3 separate regions of the Mus musculus genome follow, and all the other regions are linked to region 2. The links are chromatin contacts, called in public promoter capture Hi-C maps. All regions are on one chromosome and are shown on one strand. The core of a region is the stretch at or near the end of the contact, and the rest is flanking DNA. Distances in the headings are between cores, read along the strand shown.

Region 1 (2,714 bases), core at 175-2,674, 230 kb after region 2:
TCCCAAGTGCTGTTTTGCTTGTGTGCTTTCTTTTCTCTTTTCTTCTTCTTCTTCTTCTTCTTCTTCTTCTTCTTCTTCTTCTTCTTCTTCTTCTTCTTCTTCTTCCTCCTCCTCCTCCTCCTCCTCCTCCTCCCCCTCTTCCGTTCTTCTAGTTTTTTTTAACTTTAAATTTTTTTTTTTTTTATATTTTACCATTCTATTGATCTACCTGTCTGTCGCTGTACCAGTACCATGCAGTTTTTATCACGATTGCTCTGTAGTATAGCTTGAGGTCAGGCATGGTGATTCCACCAGAGGTTCTTTTATCCTTGAGAAGAGTTTTTGCTATCCTAGGTTTTTTGTTATTCCAGATGAATTTGCAGATGAATTTCCAGATGAATTTCTAATTCGTTGAAGAATTGAGTTGGAATTTTGATGGGGATTGCATTGAATCTGTAGATTGCTTTTGGCAAGATAGCCATTTTTACAATGTTGATCCTGCCAATCCATGAGCACGGGAGATCTTTCCATCTTCTGAGATCTTTAATTTCTTTCTTCAGAGACTTGAAGTTCTTATTTAAAGAGAGAGAAAGGAACATACAGTTGGGTGGGTAGGTACGGAGATGGGGGGATCTGGGAGGAATTTGGGGATGGAAATACATGAATCAGAATATATTGTATGAAATAATGTTTTTTAGTTAAAAAAAACTATGCTTCACCCTCTCCAAAAGGAGGGGGGGGGAGAGAGAGAGAGAGAATACAAAAGACCTATTTGATAACCTTAGTTCATGCTAACGTTATAGTTTCCACTATGAGTCTCTTTTTTGAAGCACCCAATTATTTTTAGGAAATTTATGTCATAGGAAGATGTACGTACACTGGTTTCCCCATGTAACTAAAAATGTTTTCCGTCAGTACTTCCAGGTGTGAACATTTGTAAAAACCCAATCTTTCCTTTGTTAGTCGGCACAGGTAATCTTACAGGATGTTTTTAAGGCATTGAATTTAAACTCGCCCCCTTGTGGTTAGTATGTGTCAAAACACCCTGGGTATTTGGTGACTCGTATTTGGTTGCTGTGACAGTCTCCAGATTTTCTACAGAAAGAAATTTGCCAATAGCAACTTCTTCCAAAGATATACGGTCTAACAGGGCGTTAGGCATGGAGGACGTGCTGACTGCTGCCAAGGCGTTTTTGCGGCTGCTGGCAGCTACACACAGTACACAAGGAAGTCACGCGGAGTCACAGCTGTGAGCTTTTCGGTCGTCTTAAGCCAACGAAGGTTTTTTGTTTTTTGTTTTTGTTTTTGTTTTTTGTTTGTTTATTCGTTTGCTTGCTTGTTTGGATTTATTGCTTATAATCTGAGTACACGCGAGGTGCGGGTGGGGTAGGGCTGGTGGAATGACAGCTTGTGATTGGCTAAACCCTTGAGACAGTTAAAGGTCAGCCAGCGGGCTCCAAGAGCGACTTACACAGCATCCTTAGCAACCAGCTGGAGAGCCTGGCGGGAGCGCTGGGGTGAGTAATTGTAGCCCCTATTGTCGGTGACTTGGGGAACTAGGATTACGGTCCTATCCTTTAGTAACCCAGACCACAAAAGACCCAAATGTAGGTTGAACTTCACCCCCTCAGAGTCCCAAAAGCCCCGTCTCGAAGTTGAAGAGACTTCTAGTCATTGGGAAACTCCAGACCTATTTACCAGTTTTACAGTATCAGGCTCCAAATTAGAGTCTGTGCCCTGCAACTTCCGCTAGCTCCTTTGATAGAGGCAGTGTTTTGGGGAGAGTATAGAAGGTGGGGGAGCTCTGATAACTGTTCTAGGGCTTTGCTGATCAGTGTTCATGGTCCCCAGCAACTCAGTTCTTCCCCCACCCCGTCTTCCGTCTTCTTACCATCTCCCCATTCTCCTCGTACACGTACACTTTTGGATTTTCAAAGAGAAAATTCCAACATAAAGATTAGTACACGGAAAGGGCAAAGAATAGATGAAAACAAAACAAAAACTCACAAATAACCTAGAAAATAATGGCAAAGTTATCACTCAGGAAGCATTCCTGGAGGTAGGGAAGAGTTGGGTAGAAGTCTATAATTAAAGTTCATCTGATCGATGCCGTCTTCTCTGTTGTCTCTGGTCAGATTCTTTAGAGTTGTAGTTTAAACCTGGTGTTCCCTGATGCAAGCTACATGTCCAAAGGCTTGGTTTAATTTTTATATGACCTAGTTCTCAGAAGTCGCCTTTGAAGTCACATATTCTGAAGCTTGTTTTAATTGAAGCTTTAAAAAGCTGTCCAGAGATTAATAATAACTTTCTAGAAAGAAAAACACACAAACTGCCAAGCAACCAGGCATTTTGTTGGAGCTATTTCAATACGTGCTATGTCTCAGAAATGTTTTGATTTCTCATGTAAGGCTTCAAGGTAAGTGCTAGATTTCCATTTTGCTGATAACTATTGAACATTCCCCAAAATGTATCATTCATATAATTCCAGGAAGTAGTGTTCTAAAAAGTTGCTCTTGTCAATAAATTTGGAGAAAATTACATACATATCACATTATCTGTCATTCAAGATTCATTATATATGCACATATACTAATAACCCCCTAAATCTTACAGCATGTCAGTCTACACAAATTTGTTCCACACTGCACTTTTGGGAATTACTGTTTTAAATTAACCACACTGTTGTTTCCTCCTCCTCCTCCTCCTCCTCCTCCTCCTCCTCCTTCTCTTCCTCT
Region 2 (2,700 bases), core at 44-2,543:
TTTGTCAAAACTTGCTTTGGGTGCCTGGAGACATGGCTCTGCAGTTAAGAGCACTGGCTGATTTTCCAGAGATGCTGAGTTCAGAGCCCAGGTCCCGTACTCCAACCTCCCACATGGCAGCTCACAAATGTAGCTCACCAATGCCCTCTTCTGATGTGCAGATGTACATGCAGACCAGACGTCCATATACTTCAAACCTTTAAACACTTCTTAAAACTGGCTTTCAGGCAGGAGAGATGGCTCAGCGGTGAAGAGCACCGATTGCTCTTCTGAAGGTCCTGAGTTCAAATCCCAGCAACCACATGTGAGCACATGGTGGCTCACAACCACCTGTAATGAGATCTGATGCCCTCTTCTGGTGAGAACTCCAGACTCAGCATACTGATAAGAACACCTGCCTGGCAAGAAAGCCAGGTAATGAGAACTGCTCTTCACTGTTCTCATTAAAGGGCTTCTGTTTTATTTCCAGGTTGCCTGGATCAATCCTTCTAACAGTTATCAGGCATGCTGGGCAAGCACTCTCCCAACAGAGCCACGTCCAGTGTTGCTGTTTAAAACATATGCATACAATTAGTAGTACCAGTAAATTTAGATTATTCTTAAAGAGCTGTCATTTCTACACAGCAACAAATGAAGTCATCCCAGAGGCTTGGAGGAACAACGGACCATACAAAGACCAGAGGCCATGGCCCCTCTGTGTGACGCTGCACGTAGCCTCAGTTTCCTAGTAGAGGAGTTTGCAGAAGGGTTGCCAGCCCCCCAGTTGTGGCTGGGCTCCTGCCCACATAGCTGTAGCGTTTTTCTACATGGAGAAAGGGGGCTTCCTCTACAGAGTGCACCTCTCTTTTCCCAGGCCCTGGTGCTCCAGTTTTGGAAGCCAAAACACCTGACTGCTTCTCGAATCATCCTTGAGTCATCCTTTGCTGCATACAGAAAAGAATGCATGCAGAGTAAAGTGAAGTGTTGGGAGGAAGCGATTTGAAGCCTGGGTATTAGAAGGGACAAGTTAACCCTTTCCTCCCCTCATCCCGGTTTCTCGCTGATGTTTCTTGCATCTGGAGGTCAGAGTCACTTTATGGTGGGACTACCCAGAGACTTTGAAGTGCTTCCTTGGGACCACAGCCAACAGCATAAACTGTTCCAATGGCTCTTTATGACGCGACGGGTCGTGTGTCCAGGGCAAGTGGTGCCCGACCGGGCTCAGAGCTGATCACGGAAGGGGATGATTTGCCCACAAGTCAGATGTTGGGTGGTCACTGGAGGCCGAAGCGGACCGGGGCCCGGGCGGAGCCGAAGCCCGGCGGCCAGGCTAGACTAGACGTGACGGGAGGAGCCGGCCGGCAGCACGTGACCGACAGCGGAGGCCGAGGCCCAGAAATAGCCGCCTTGGCGGTTCCGCCCCGCGGCCGGCGAGAGTCCTGGGAGACAGCAGGACGCAGGCTGGGCGCGGTGTGGCCCGGACGATGCTGCTGAGCCCCGGCCGGGCCCGACCCAGAGCACATGATGGCGATACGGGAGCTCAAAGTGTGTCTTCTCGGGGTAAGTCCTGGAGCCATCCTACGGGGGATCCCGGCTTCTGTGCGCCATTGTCTCTGCGCTGCCCGCCTCCCGTGCGCTTCCCCATGTCCCGCGCGCTCCATCCCGCGCCCGGCACCAGCCGCCTCCGCCCGCCACCAGATTCTCCCGAGCGCCCCGGATCGCTGCATCTGCGGCCGGGTATCTGGCAACCTTGGGGCTCGCCAGGCTGCGGGTCGGGCAGGGCGGGGTGGAGGGGTGGGAGGTGGGGGGGATTGTTGAGGACCAGAGGACAGCGGGTCATGCAGCCCCTGGGCCCCTAGGACTCTTGCCTCTGCCACTGGTGGCTCCCTCCCGGAGGAGTGTTTAAGTTAGGTTTTCCTCTGCCTCCTGCGGGGGTAGGTAGGGAGTAGTGATGGCAATTTCTTTATTCTCTCCGAAAACAAACCAACAAACCAATCCTTCCAAGCAAGGGAGGGAGTACCGGGGTTTTGGCCCGACTGCGAAGTATTAAGAGCAAACTCTGTATGAACTGTGTGTTCAGCACACTTTCCGTGCAGTGGATGAAAATGAAGCAGGATGAGAAACACCCGCCCCCAACACCCTTCCTCTTCCAAAACGAGTCTTAGTCCCAAGAAATATAAAAGCAGTCAGAAACAAAGAAAGAAACAACATCCAAACTCCGAGACTGGAGGGCCAGACTGACAAACTCCGGCACACTGCGCTGTCCCTTGAAATCTGCCCCCCCCCAGGGATTCAGTGTTTGGGGGTCATTTCCTTGGGGCTACCCACAACAAATTCCCGAAGTCTTCCCAAATAAGAGCTAATGTTATAAGCCATGTTCTCTGCAGTCTTCTGTAGTCTTTGGCATTATCACTGGGCATACCGCCCTGCCCTTGAAGTTGGCAAATCTGGCACTGCAAGGAAAAGTATTTCCTAAATAAAAGAGTAGGGCCGCATTCATTCTCCTCAAAGAAATGCTAATCAGGATGGTTATGGAGGTGAATACAGGCGATGTTGTGGATTAGGATCTGGTGCACCAGGGACTTGTGGTTTCACCTGGGCCCCGCCGAATCCTTTGATGGAAGTCGGATCCTCACACTGCCCTTGGCACTTCCCCTTAGCTAGTGGTTGGTGGAGAATCCCAGGGCTTCTGGCAAGGGCCTTTTCTTCCCCTTCAGTGTC
Region 3 (2,700 bases), core at 67-2,566, 200 kb after region 2:
ACCATTCTACGCCTGGCAAGGGAGGTGGGGTCAGGGTGGCATGGAGGACTTGGCTTTCTAGGGGAGAAGGAGGACTAGGGAGAAGCAAAAAGGAACAAAGGGTTGATGGGGGAGAGGGATATTTGCCCCCAAAGAGACAAAGCACTACATCTAGATTGTCCCAAGGGGAAATGGTTGGTTCATAAAGGGAAAGGGGAAATCTTGTGTTGGGATGAGGTGTTTCATTTTGATGAGGCATGTTAATTAGGTGAGCCTAATTAATGGTTTTCAGCAAGGGGCAGAAAGGTAAAAGACCAAACGTGCTGACGTCATATTTGCCACACTCAGGCCTGCTGGGGACCTCTCAGATCAAGAATGACATACGTGAAGGTTGTGTCCTAGCAGTGCCAGTGGCTGAAAGCTTGAGTGTGGTCACAGGATGGTTTCAGTTTGGGGCATCAAGATTCAGCTGTATAGCTGGCTTGCCATCCAGTTAGCATGAATGCTAGGATGCCAAGGGTAACTAGCACAGAACTTCAAATACTACGTCTGAGTGAGGGGATGGGAGGGAAGGAGGCCTGCTGCTGTGACGAGGCTGGAATGAAGGTAGGCTGCAGTTCTGGCTCTCTTGTTTTATTAGCTTTGACTTTGGGTAGTTATCTCTTAGTTCCAGCTGTAGAAAGGAACACCTCTTAGCTCGGTGGCGTTGTGTGCCCAGCGTGCGAGAGCCCTGGGCTCAGCTTTCCAGAAAAGGCAGTGCTCTTAGAACAGAGCTGCTCACGGTCTGTTGGCACTGGGAGGTGAACAGCTGTAGTGGGGAGTTGTGCAGTTTAGGTTAAAAATAAATGCCAGCAAAGTCACCTGAAATGGAGCGCCCGCAGAGAAGCAGCAGGAATAACCATCCTGGAGTCTGAGGACAGGCCAACTTGAATTTGGATTTCAGCCATGCCCTTGACAAGTCATGAGCCCTTGAACAGCTTGAGAAACCATTCCAAGATTCAAGCTTTCTCATTTTAAAACGTGTGTGTGTGTGTGTGTGTGTGTGTGTGTAAGGGTGTCCATGTGCCGGGGCCTGTGTGTAGAGACCATTTGAGGTATCCCCTCAGCTATCCTGTTGCCCTGTGTCATGGAGATGCAGCAGCTTTGGATCTACAGACTGGCCCCTTTACACACTCCAGTAGTTCATAGATGGGGTAAATTGTTGGGAGCCGCTTTTCTGAAAAAGGGGGCGGGGGTAGAGAAAGTCTGCCTACCAGGCAAAGTCAAGGCAGGTCAGAGTCTGTCGGCAGATTTCCCGGCCTGCCAAGTCATGGAGCGATAAGAGGAGGTGCACTTGAGGCTCAAGGCGAGGGACTGAAGATCCTGTTGACCTTGGTGGAAGGAACAGGAGGGGAGAGGACTGGGTGAGTACAAGTGTCGTGTGTATATTTTAGCAACATTGTTTCAGTTTAGCTTGTGGCCTTGCTTCTCACGGGACTGGAGTCTAAGAAGGTCATGCGAAATTCACGTGGGGCTGGCGTGATAATGACCTGTAGCCCTCCCATATCTGTCTCTCGCATCTTCTTCCTATCTTCCATACAATCAACCTCCCTCCTCACCTCAGAGGAACATTCATTCAACTTCATGCCAGCCAGGCTGCTACAGCAAATGTTGGGGTGGAACAACTCCGAGTCCTGGATCTGGGCCTTCATGGGAGCCAAGTTGGTCCACCAGTCAGCTCTCTGTCACTACACCAGATAGGCCACCTAATGCCACGACCAACAAGGGGCAGGGCCAGTTCTCCCACTCTTACATCCTCAGTCCGGCTCACACACATTCCCACCAGCCAGTGAGAGGCAGCACTGCTTCTATACAGCTCTTGGACATCAACATGGTCCCACACAGCAGCCCAGACCAGGGACGTCCTCATGGCCTTTTGTGGTAATCTGAGCCATGGACATTGACACAGACCCCTGCCATCGCATGGCCACAGATCCAGACAGCTTTCAATGGCAGCACAGAGGGAGTTCACCATGGCCTCAGGTGGCAGGGCAGGCTACTCACACTAGGCTGCTCCTCTTTATCTTCTTCTCTCCAGTTCCACCTGTCTTCATATTGCTCAAAGCACTCCGCATCTCCTCTCCCATCTCTACCACGAGCTTGCACGTTGTCATATTGACTCCTGCTGTGAGCAGGCCACAGGATGGTGGGCAGGCCTCCAGTTATCTTCTACCCACCTCTGCTGCATGCAGTGGGTGGGCTTCACATTTTTGCTTTTTTTTTTTTAAATCATATAGAATTAACAAAACCCAAACCAAACAAATCTTAGTGGCAAAGGATGACATTGATCTAGAAAATGGAAAAATACTTGGAGAGACAGTCTTTTGCATAAGCAATGCTGCCTGCCAGGCATGTGCACTTCCGATTTGTGATTCCTTTCCTGACTTTGAAGGTTGCAGTAGATCACACTAGTCTCCTGTTACCAAGTTTCATTCCCCACTTAGTCAATCTAGTCTAAGAATATAAAATGGAAAGTTCTAGAATAAACTATAAGTTTAAGAACTGTGAAGTTGGGCTGGTAAGATGGCTCAACGGGTAAGAGCACTGACTGCTCTTCCAAAGGTCCTGAGTTCAAAGCCCAGCAACCATAAGGTGGCTCACAACCACTCATCATGAGATCTGACGCCCTCTTCTGGTGTGTCTGAAGACAGCTACAGTGTACTTATAATAATCAATAAATCT

Evidence for each region. Promoter capture Hi-C pulls out the DNA fragments that hold promoters and counts their contacts. Capture Hi-C pulls out chosen DNA fragments and counts their contacts.
Region 1: a promoter capture Hi-C map of adipose tissue shows a contact between it and region 2. The contact joins the promoter of Tmem232 here to the promoter of Rab31 in region 2. A contact is called at or near these places in 1 of 39 promoter capture datasets (liver), 2 of 484 Hi-C or Micro-C datasets (embryonic stem cells and muscle stem cells), 2 of 115 datasets of contacts at active chromatin or transcription factors (both in embryonic stem cells) and 1 of 9 other capture datasets (adipose tissue).
Region 3: a promoter capture Hi-C map of liver shows a contact between it and region 2, with 2.3 times the contacts expected there. The contact joins the enhancer-like site here to the promoter of Rab31 in region 2. A contact is called at or near these places in 9 of 39 promoter capture datasets (the C10 cell line, the HPC-7 cell line, cranial neural crest and 5 more), 5 of 484 Hi-C or Micro-C datasets (the HL-1 cell line, bone marrow-derived macrophages, embryonic stem cells and 2 more), 12 of 115 datasets of contacts at active chromatin or transcription factors (bone marrow-derived macrophages, embryonic midbrain, embryonic stem cells and 4 more) and 4 of 9 other capture datasets (adipose tissue, embryonic stem cells, liver and 1 more).

What each region holds. Positions count from the first base shown.
Region 1 is chr17:65,539,492-65,542,205 of GRCm38.p6, reverse strand. It overlaps Tmem232 (transmembrane protein 232), which reads left to right and starts at 1,424. Exons shown (of 15, transcript NM_001008973.2): 1 at 1,424-1,496.
Region 2 is chr17:65,771,345-65,774,044 of GRCm38.p6, reverse strand. It overlaps Rab31 (RAB31, member RAS oncogene family), which reads left to right and starts at 1,293. Exons shown (of 7, transcript NM_133685.2): 1 at 1,293-1,539. The coding sequence starts at 1,501.
Region 3 is chr17:65,570,222-65,572,921 of GRCm38.p6, reverse strand. No RefSeq gene overlaps it. Among named protein-coding and RNA genes, the nearest start is that of Gm35400, 12 kb to the right of the region's middle. Within about 2 kb of position 1,316, at least 26 of the 459 cell types and tissues checked have an H3K27ac peak or open chromatin away from gene starts, as enhancers often do. A contact at or near this core is called in granulosa cells and muscle stem cells, where this site is marked.